Linked DNA regions of Mus musculus: regions 1 and 3 are each linked to region 2. The links are chromatin contacts, called in public promoter capture Hi-C maps. All regions are on one chromosome and are shown on one strand. Each heading gives the region's core, a stretch centred on a gene start, on an enhancer-like site or on the middle of the called end of the contact. The rest is flanking DNA. Distances are from core to core; before and after follow the strand shown.

Region 1 (3,697 bases), core at 340-2,839, about 11 Mb after region 2:
TTTTTTTTTTTTTAAGGTTTATTTATATGATCACACTGTAGCCCTCTTCAGACACACCAGAAGAGAGCATCAGATCCCATTACAGATGGTTGTGAGCCACCATGTGGTTGCTGGGTGTTGAACTCAGGACCTCTGGAAGAACAGTCAGTGTTCTTAACCATTGGGCCATCTCACCAGCCCTATTTTCTGGAGTTTTAAAAAGTTACTTAGGAGCTCTGTGTGTGTGTGTGTGTGTGTGTGTGTGTGGCAGTACACACCTTTAACTCCAGCACTTAGGGGCAAAGGCAAGCATATCCCAGTCAGGGCTTAAATACTAAGATCCCAATTCAAAAAGGAAAGTCATTTACCTTCTGTCAGCATGCACTTGAATATCCACCCACCTTCCTTTCCTGTTCCTCTCACTGCCTAAGAAACAACAAGCTCTCCATATGTTTGTCGAGTGAATACAGATGGAACTAACTTACCTGTCTCGCTGTAAGCAGCCGCTCATTGATCTCCTTCTTGAGGTCTCCGTTGTCATCCAGCTCTCCCTTCTCCAGGGCGTCTAACCATCTCTGTTCCTCCTCTTCCTCCTGGCCCTCCAGATCCCCTGGCAGGTCCCGAAGTGGGGAGGGGGACAGATTACTGTCTTCATCTGGGTGGGAAAGTTGAAGGAAAGTGCAAACATTAATTTATCGAAGTTGGTCCTAGTACACTGAAAATTCTCAGACCCCACCCTCTTCCTTTTGCTGGTTAGAAATGAGCAACCCAGCTTTGCCACCTCTACGGTCTTCTCACCCAGCCAGGCGCGGTACTGCTCCAGAGGTACGCCTTCCATAGGTTCCTCTTCATTATCCACCACCATCAGGGGAGACGGTGAGCGAGGCCCCTCAGGAATCACAGTGAAAGTGGGGACACTGCAGAGTAGAAACACTACTCTAAAGTGAACAAGCGGCTGGCTCTCTCCTACTTTGGAGCTACAAACAGCTTTTCCGACCTGCTGGGATTCTTGCTGCCTTAACTTGGACCCAGCCCACCTGCTACTGAATTTTCCCGAGTTAAATACTTGATCTCACCTCTTGGTGCCCAGGACCTGTCCACCCAGCTTGATTTTAAGTTTAAGTTGGGGCTTGGCAGGAGTCTGCAGCGTCGGTCCGGCCTCCTCTTCCTGATGATGCTTTTTCTTGTGTTTCTTTTTATGTTTCTTGTGTTTTTTCTTGTGTACTCCGTGGCCGTGGGCACCTGCCAGGCTCAGCTCCAGCGTTTCCCCTGCGGAAGGAGAGCCTGTCTGAGGGGATCGGCCAAAAAGTGGCAGGGGGAAGATCTGACTAACCTAACAATTCAACTGAGTCCCACTCTTCCCACGTTATTAGCTGTTACCATAACAACAGCCCCGCCTCGCTCCTTCCCACCTGTGGCGGGCAGACCCGGCTCCACCGGCTCCACGGAGTTACAGCGACTCCTTTTTCAAGATCACTCGAGTTAGATCCACCCGCGCTTACCTGGCTCGGGGGCCTCCATAGCCCCAGATGTGCTCCCGCGCCGCCACAGCTTGCTCATGGGGTCCTGCAAAGGGAGAGGACTGGAAACTGTCGGGACACAAGCCGACATGCCTTTTCCGCCCCGCGGAAGAACGGAATCCAGCAAAATAACCGGCTACTTCCGGCGCCTGGCAACCATGTTTGTGCGTGGTACGCCTTACAGCCAAAAATATTCCGATAAGAAACAGGGTCCCTTCCAAACAAAAGTTCCGGCATTGCTAGGCACCTTACTGGCGCACCAGACTTAAAAAGGATTACGAGTTCGAGGCCAGGCTTAATGCCATCTTGTTCTCAAAACGAAAGTTCAAAGCCTCTAGGAGGCTGGAAAAGCCACCAAAAAAGGTAAGGTTTTCCCCTAACTTGGGTTCCCTGTATTAGATTCCTGACCTGTTCTGTCTCCCTTTCTCTGTGTTGCTGTCTCTTGTCTCTTCTCTTTGTCTATCTGCCTGTCTGTATGTATGTCTGTCTGTTTGTGTCTTCCCCCTTCCCTCTCATCGCTCTCTCTTCCCCTCCCCTCCTCCTCTCTTTTTCCTCTCTTCTCCCCTCTCCTCTCCTCTCCTTCCCCCCACCCCCATCTCCCCATTCTCATTGGTTGGCAATGAGGGGCAACGTCGTTGCGGTGCATCTTTATTTGTAAACACTAAGCTTCTCAACTAAGAAAAGTTGTGAAATAATAAGATTGACAGAGAATTTAGATTCCAGAGAACAGTTACATTGTAAAGAATACAAGAATCCCTCTAATGAGGGATCTAAATGAATTTACTACATCCCTGTACTGCGAAGTTAGGAAGCTAGTTAACTTGAACAAAACCAAACATAGCAAGGTAGGAAACTGGTGAGAGAAATTGCTGATGTGTGGTTGGGAAATGAGGGAGGTGGGAGACCTTTGTTTTGTTTTTGTTGTTTGAGAAGGGGTCTCACTATGTACCCCAGGTTGGCTTGGTACTCCGTATGTACCCAGACTGGTGTCAAATCCATGAACTTTCTACTTCAGCTTTCCTAGGGCTGAGATTACAGGCATTAATAACCAAACTTTGCTGCCATTTTTCACATATCCTTTTCCCCCTTTAAATTTTGTTTAAAATTTGTGAATGTTTTCCTTTATCTTCTAGTTAATTTATACATATTTTTTAAAAGCACAGAATTGAATATGCCAATAAATAAGAGAAAAACTCTAAAACCTGTGATTCAGGGCTGGAGAGATGGCTCGGTAGTTAAGAATGCACACAACTCTTGCAGAGGACCCAAGTTCACTTTCCATCTCCCACATCAGGCAGCTCACTGCTGCCTGTAACTCCATCTCTAAAGAAATCTGATAGCTCTGGTCTGTGCCAACACCTGCACTCAAGTGTACATAGGCAGACACAGACACACACCTGCACATAATGTTTTAAAATGATCTGAATGGGACTAGAGAGATGGCTCATCAGCTAAGAGCACTTGCTGCCCTTTCAGGGGACCCTGGTTTGGGTCTCAGTGCTGACATAGCTTCTCCCAATCATCAGTAACTCCAGTTTCAGATCTGGATGCTTCTTCTGGCCTCCTCAGGTCCTCTGCAAGGCCAGCAAATCTTGTTAACAGCTGAGCCACCTCTCCAGCCCCTTGATTCTCTTGATTTTATTTATTTATTTATTTATTTATTTATTTATTTATTTATTTATTTATTCATCCATTCATTTTTGAAACAGGGCTTCTGGGCTGGTGAGATGGCTCAGTGGGTAAGAGCACCCGACTGCTCTTCCAAAGGTCCAGAGTTCAAATCCCAGCAACCACATGGTGGCTCACAACCATCCGTAACGAGATCTGACTCCCTCTTCTGGAGTGTCTGAAGACAGCTACAATGTACTTACATATAATAAATAAATAAATCTTTAAAAAAAAAAAAAAAAAACAGGGCTTCTCTGTGTGGCCCTGGCTGTTTATTTGTTTATGTTTGTTTGTTTATGCTTATTTACCTGTTTGGCAGGGTTTCTCTGTGTAACCTTGGCTGTTTTTGGTTGGCTGTCTTTGGAGCTCACTTTTTAAACCAGGCTGGCTTTGAACTCAGAGATCTGCCTGCCTCTACCTCCCAAGTGCTGAGACTAAAGGTGTGTGCCACCACACCCAGCTTTCTTGATTCTTTTTTTTTTTTTTTTAAGATTTATTTATTTATTATATGTAAGTACACTGTAGCTATC
Region 2 (3,654 bases), core at 866-3,365:
ACCAGAGATCATCCTCAACATGGTGGTGTATGCCCGCATGAATGTATGCCCAGATTCCTAGAAATCTGGAAGCAGAGGCAGGAGAATCACTGTGTATTTGAGGGCAGCCTGATCTACATAGAGTTCCAGGTCAGTTAAGACTACCTAGCAAGACTCTGTCTCAACAGAAAACAAAGCAAGGGCAGGTGAAATGGCTCAGTGGGTCGAGGTGCTTGCCAGCAAACTTGATGACCTAAGTTCAGTCCCTAGAGGGACCTAGAAGACTGGTAGAAATAAAGAAGCAATTGTCTTCTGACCTCCACACACGCACCATGGCACACACCGCTCTGCTCACCCAGATAAAAACCAAAAAAAAAAAAAAAAAAAAACACACACACACACAAGGGGCTGGGAAGATGACTCAGTGGGCAGGAGGGCTTGCTTCAGGGTAAAAACCTGAGTTTGGCTCCCTAGCACTCTGGTCGATGGAATTAAAAGGATTGCTGGTTGCTGGGCCTAGTTCCACATTCAGTCAGAGAAGCAATTCTACCAACTTCAAAGGTAGAAGGCACAGAGTGACAGAACAGGCAATTTACAGTCCCCCTGATCTTTCTGTTCCTATATGGGCATGCATGCTCACACCCACACACCAGAGAGTCAGTGTGGAAAGGCTGGGACTGTAACCTAGTGGCAGCAAAGGAGGCTCAACCCCTGATATCGAGGGGGAAAATGAGAGTGGATGGTTCTCACACAACTGACAGTCATACTTCACAGACTCAGAGGACTAAGTCAGTGGGGAGGCCCTCCACGGAGCCAGTCCTCCACTAGGGGACTATGATTTACATTCCCCAAGGACTGACTGCCAGTAACAAACAGCTTTTGGGCTCGACGCCTGGCTGCCTGTGATCTAGAGAGGATGGTGGTAACGTCCTCCCTGAAACACCCCAGGAACTAGCTCCCCCCCCCCCTCCCCAGAACCTCAGCATCTACCTCTCTTTTCCTTTCCTTCCATCTCGGCCTAAATGACAGCATAAGATACACACACATCAGATAACCTGGCAGGGTCACAGGTAGGACTGACAAAGTCTCGGGAAGGCTCTCCTGTTACTGTGGGGAAAACGAACCAAGTAGCATAGAAGCATGACCTGCTTTACATACCGGACTGGAGCACCGCTGGGGCCTAAAACAAGGACAAAACACTCAAAGTTACGAAGTCATTCCTCCTGATAGTGGGTACCTGAGGAAATGGGCCTCCTATACAAACAAATCCCTCTTAAGTCAAGTACGTATTTCAGACCTACTTTCCTCAAAGGGCAACATTAAGATGGTAGGATATCTAGACTGTCTGCTGGAGCTTAAACTCTCTGAAAAGCTGATTTAGAAGCTGGTGCGTCCTTAAATGCAAATAAACACACAGGATGATCCTTGACTTAGTCTTTCTTGAGGCTTGTCCTAGGTGGCTTGCACTTTGAGAGCCTGATAGAGTAGTTACGATTAGGGGAATCCACCTAGGGATAACGTCGGTGTGAGGCTGCCAGTCCTGGGCTGACACAGGTTTAGGAGAGCTCCTGTGCAGGTCTCAACAAGGTCTCAACTCAGATACCCAGACAGAGGCTGTGTGGGCACAGAAACTTTGTCACTGCTTGGAAGAGGAGAGGGGAGGAAAGCAATGAACTGCCTCCGAGGTTCCAGCGAATCCAACACGGAAAAGGCACCAGAACCCAGGTCTTCTCTGCCTCCCAGACAGGATCTCTCTCAGACCTGCAACTTTCATCCTTGTTGTGGTCCCGCGGTGACCATTTCCACCAGACATCGTCCTCCTCACCCTCACCTCCCTCACCAGACCCCTTGCTCACCGGACGCGTCCCCAGCGTTCCGGTAAGGGGGGGATCCCACATCCCCCTTTTCGCGCAGCCGTGCAGTGTCGCCTGTCTCGCGCTAGAACTACATTTCCCATTAGGCAATTGAACTCCTGCTCTGCAAAGATCATACGGAGGTCCATAATGGACAATCTTCATCAGTTTTGAGCAGGCGTGAGTCAAAATGCTTCGGCTCCTCCAAGTCTGGTATTACTCCAAGGACGAACTAGAGGGGCGGGGCCTCAGCTATAAAAGCCGAGCTCAGCGGGGAAAGGACGCGGTCTTCCGAGCCCTGGCAGCAACATGTGGATCACTGCTCTGCTGCTGGCCGTGCTGCTGCTGGTGATCCTCCACAGGGTCTACGTGGGCCTTTACGCTGCAAGTTCCCCGAACCCCTTCGCCGAGGATGTCAAGCGACCGCCTGAACCCCTGGTGACCGACAAGGAGGCTAGGAAGAAAGTTCTCAAACAAGGTCAACTGATGGGTTTCAGGCCTGCTCTCGGGCCTTCTGCTCATGTCTCCCCATTAGTAAAGTGCTGGGAAAACTTCTCTTGCACACAGAGGTTCCATAATTTAGTGTTCTTTGCTTCTGAAAGGGTGCAGGCATTACCCTTGGCACGCCAAATTCCAGCCCCGCCAGTTGGAATCTTTTCAGCTCACGGCTTACACAGAATAAGAGACCTTTCCCCTACTTGGGTCTGGAGCCAACTTTTCCCTATACTTCTGTGCATGCTCGGGGGCACAGGGAAGCAGCACTGAAAGTTTTCCTAACAAGCGGGTTGCAGGCAAAATGTAGTCCAGTTCATAGAACTGAAGCTTGATAATAACTTCGGAATTTCAGTACTGGCTAGGGATAAGAACTCCACTCTCCAGTGAACCATCTCTAAAGCACGTGTAGAGTGCTCCCAAGGTTTGTGTTTTTGAGACTGGTCTCACTTTTGTACTGGAGTTGGCTTTGAACTCTCTTCGCAGCCCAGGCTCAAACCCGGAGCAGCCCTCTTCTTCTGTCCCCAGCATGATGAGATAGATTACAAGCATGCACCAGCATGTCTGCCTTTCAACGTTTTACGGAAGTGTTGGAGCTGGGCATAGTGGTGCAACAATTTAATTCCAGTTTGGACTACACAATGAGACCCTGTCTAAATGCACACATCAAACCCCAAAACAACCAAAACCCCCAAATGCAAAACTTTCAAAAAACAAACAAGGATCACCTCTTTGACCTCCAGGAGCCTCTGACTTGTAAATTTTAGCCAAGCCTAGGCTAGCCTTAACTGCACTATTTTTTGGGGACTGACTTTGAACTCCTGATCCTTGTGCCTCTACTTCCTAAGAGGCACCACACCCAGTTATTTTATTATTGTTATTGTTTGTGGATTGGGGGAGAGGCAGGTCTCATACTTGTAGCCCAGGCTAGCTTATAACTTGCTATACAGGACAAGTGTGTCTCAAATTCACAGTGATTCTCCAACCACCATCAGCAAGAGATTACAAATGGTGGGATTACAGATGTGAGCCACCATGGCTTGGATGGAGATTTTTTTTTTATTTTATTTTTTTTAGTTTTTAGTTGTTTGAGACAGTGTTTCTCTCTATAGTTCTAGATGTCCTGGAACTTGCTATTGCTATATAGACCAGGCTGGCCTTGAACTCACTGAGATCCTCCCACCTCAGCCTCCTGAGTGCTGAGACTAAAGCTGTGAACACTTGGCCTTGGGCAATGATGTTTAATGAGCAGATTTACTGGACATAGTGGCACATTCCTGTGATCCCAGCGCTGGGGAGGAAAAGACAGGTGGATCTCTACATAGGGAGT
Region 3 (3,358 bases), core at 527-3,026, about 10 Mb after region 2:
TGCTTTAATTGCATATTAAGTGAAACCACAAGGGTTGGGCTGAGGGCTGAGGCTTGAAGGAGAGGCTCTCTAGTGCCCTCCCTACCCCTCCATTAATAACTAATCGACAAAGTCCTGAGGCAGCTCAGCTTTCCACTGAGGCCTGGCTCTGCTCTCTGACCCTGCAGTGCCTCCTGAAGCCCAAGAGCATCCCCCAGACCCCAGGAGAACCTGGGTGCCTGAAGGCTCAGAGTATCACCAGAAGAAACTCGGGACGGGGAAAACACCCCTCCTACTAAGGGGAGTGTCCTATTGTCGAGTAGCCTTTGGCCCAGGTTTCCAGGGTCTCCTAAGACCTTTTTGGAGCACCCAAACGCTTAAGTTAACTTGCCCCAAGGAGGAGGTCACTGAATAATAGTGGGAGATGGAGAGGCTACAGGAGAGGTGACATTGGGAACAATGTAGGAGAGACTGTTCTGGCTTTTCATTGCACTCCCAACAAAACAAAACAAAGCACAACAAGCATAAATAGAATTCTCATTTTGACTGCACAGTGGCTCACTCCACAGACGACTGAGCCAAGGTTAACTTTGAGTTTGAGCAGAGCCTGGACTACATAGTGAGACCCCAGCTCAATCATAAATAGATTGATTAAAGTTAAAGCCAAGTATGGTGGCACACACGAGACCAGCCTAGTCTACATAATAAGATCCAGGACAGTGAGAGCCTGTCTCAAAATAACAACAACAACAATAATAATAATAATTTAAATGAATTTTGGCTTGCATTTGCAACTGCCCTAGCAATGAAGAGGCTTGCTCTTTGGGAGTAGCCAGTCTATACCTATAAGCTGTAAAGCTTTCAGCTATCTGAGGAAGATTGCCTAGAAAAGGAACCAGGCCTATGCAACCTTACTGACCCAGCTTTGTTAAGCCAGAGTTGCCTTATTTCAGCTCAAGATGATCATGGAGTGCTAACCCAGATACAAATAAACGTGGAGGAGATGGGGACAGAGAACACAAAACGCAATGAACAAGCCAAGCCTTCCATTAGTCTTCCCTGGAGAGTGAGTGATCCTACAGGAAGTCACACCTGAACTCTGAGGACTTAATAAAAGGATAAAGTCAGATCTATAGCAAGCCAGTAAGAAGAGCTGGCCCTCTGGAGTCCAGTCCTCACTAGCCAGGAGCCCTCTGAGCAAGTAGTACCAGCCCAGGTCTCTGAGATCCTTTTGGGTGGGTTTTAACTTACTGGAGCCTCCAGGCTACAGTGTGGCCTGCCCCATTCCTTGTGGTATCATTTTATGACAGGTATTCCAATAGGCCAGGTTCTCGATCCTGGACCCCCACACTACACCAACCATCTCTAGCCACCATCTTCTCTTTAAGACCTTTTCCCAGGGTTGGGTGAGAAAGATAGGCAAAGTTAGGATGCTGAGTCCCTAACACAATCAGCCCTGATCCTGTTTCTCAGAACCCTGCAAGTCCCCAGTCCTTGAGGCCAGGGAAAGCAATTTTATTGCCCTAGAATTTATGAGCCAGAGTTTAAGTAGGGAGCCAAGCAGCATGCAATCCAGGGGAGTACATCCAGTTTGAATGTGCACCTCAAAATCAGAAGCCATGGGCTTCTTTCTACTCTATAGAAGAAATAAGGCTGCCAGTACACCTATGGGCACCCGATTCACTGAGGCCCTTGGAAGGAGGTGGGGGTGCAGGAGGAGGGGACGTGGGGCTTCAACTGAGCTCTAGGGGGCGGGTCCGAGGCAGGGGGCCCAGATCGGAAGCTGAGCGCTGGGGGCCTAGGAGGTTGTGAAGCCAAGCGCAGCAGAAGGCGGGATCGCTACAATCCCGCTTGCCATGAACTCTGTACATCAGCGCCGGACACCCTTTAGTATCGCAGACATCCTAGGTCCGAGCATGGTCCCCGAAGCACCTTCTGCACCGCAGCTTCCCGAGGCCGGCCCTGATCCCGCGTCACCACTGTGTGCGCTGGAGGAGCTAGCAAGTAAAACTTTCCTGGGCCATTCCCCGCGGGCTACACCACAGCCTTCTGAAGGTACACGCCAGCCAAGTAGCGGACTTGAACTGTGTGTGTGTGTGTGTGTGTGTGTGTGTGTGTGTGTGTGTGTGTGTGTGTGTGCGCGCGCGCGCGCGGATCTGTCTGTCTGTCCCTGTCTATATCTGTCTCTCCCTCCACCCCCCGCTTCACTCTCTCGTCCTTGGTCACAAAGTTTTGTCTGGCCCTGGCTGGTCATTTTTACCCACCCCCTGCCTTCTGCCCAAGTGTCAGGAGTTGCATTTGACAGGGCTCGGCAGGTCTCCTGAGTTAGTTCTGAGACTGCAATTGCTCCAGGGGGTGGCAGGGGCTGAGGGGTACCGCCAGGCTGGAGCGAATCCAGGGACCCGCTCGGCTGCTGGTACGTTCGCTGTATGCGGGGTAATCATGACCAAGAAAGGCTGTGGAAGAGAAAAAACGCTTGAGCTGCTGGCAAGAAAAGACTGAGGCAGGGCTAGGACAAGGCAGAAAATTCCTCCCAGCTACCTAGCCCCAGCTACCTAGCCCCAGCCCCAGCCCCAGCCCCAGCCCCAGCCCCAGCCCCAGCCCCAGCCCCAGCCCCAGCCCCAGCCCCAGCCCCAGCCCCAGCCCCAGTCACTTCTTGAGCCCTGTAGAAGATCCTTTGCAGCACTATTGGGCACAGGAACCGCCTTCCGCCTGCCTTCCTTCCCTTTGGGCTCCCGGAAAGAGAGCTGGTGTTAAGGACTTTATTTGGCCAGATGGGTCACCCGACCTCAATTTGGCCTCTAACTTACTACCACGCACAGCCTGGAGCTCCAAACGGCGTCAGAGACCTTCTCCAAACGGTCTTGACTCTCGTACCAGATCTCTGGTCAGTCCCACTCACCCTCTACCCGCTGGAGTAATCTCATCTCTCTGTCGTCAGCATTCCCACAGGCCTGCTGCACTTCGAATCCGGGTTCTGACCCGGTGTATAGGGATCGTGATGCTGGCCCACCCCGCTCCCTCTACCTGCTTAAGCCCCGCGACCCTAAGTTTTTCCATCCAGACCTCAGCCTCCTCCAAAGCCGAGACTGACATTTCCGTCTCATCCTGGCAGGCAGAGCCGCCCCGGAGGCGCCGCCGGGGCCTGGCGCTGGTGTCCGGAGACGCCGCAAGTCTCGGACAGCGTTCACTGCACAGCAGGTGCTGGAGCTGGAGCGGCGATTCGTCTTCCAGAAGTACTTGGCACCGTCAGAGCGCGACGGACTTGCTGCGCGACTGGGCCTGGCTAATGCGCAAGTGGTCACTTGGTTCCAGAACCGTCGCGCCAAGCTCAAGCGGGATGTGGAGGAGATGCGCGCGGACGTGGCCTCCCTATGCG

What was found. Promoter capture Hi-C pulls out the DNA fragments that hold promoters and counts their contacts.
Region 1: a contact with region 2 is called in a promoter capture Hi-C map of pre-B cells, with 6 times the contacts expected there. The contact joins the promoter of Ino80b here to the promoter of Retsat in region 2. A contact is called at or near these places in 4 of 39 promoter capture datasets (cranial neural crest, liver and pre-B cells).
Region 3: a promoter capture Hi-C map of hippocampal neurons shows a contact between it and region 2, with 5 times the contacts expected there. The contact joins the promoter of Lbx2 here to the promoter of Retsat in region 2. A contact is called at or near these places in 2 of 39 promoter capture datasets (hippocampal neurons and liver).

Annotation. Positions count from the first base shown.
Region 1 is chr6:83,123,530-83,127,226 of GRCm38.p6, forward strand. Ino80b (INO80 complex subunit B) reads right to left here and starts at 1,590. Exons shown (of 5, transcript NM_023547.2): 1 at 1,482-1,590; 2 at 1,056-1,248; 3 at 778-896; 4 at 465-634. The coding sequence starts at 1,539.
Region 2 is chr6:72,596,487-72,600,140 of GRCm38.p6, forward strand. Retsat (retinol saturase (all trans retinol 13,14 reductase)) reads left to right here and starts at 2,116. Exons shown (of 11, transcript NM_026159.5): 1 at 2,116-2,310. The coding sequence starts at 2,142. Elmod3 (ELMO/CED-12 domain containing 3) reads right to left here and starts at 1,927. Exons shown (of 12, transcript NM_001253692.1): 1 at 1,836-1,927.
Region 3 is chr6:83,084,589-83,087,946 of GRCm38.p6, forward strand. It overlaps Lbx2 (ladybird homeobox 2), which reads left to right and starts at 1,777. Exons shown (of 2, transcript NM_010692.4): 1 at 1,777-2,034; 2 at 3,095-3,358. The coding sequence starts at 1,836.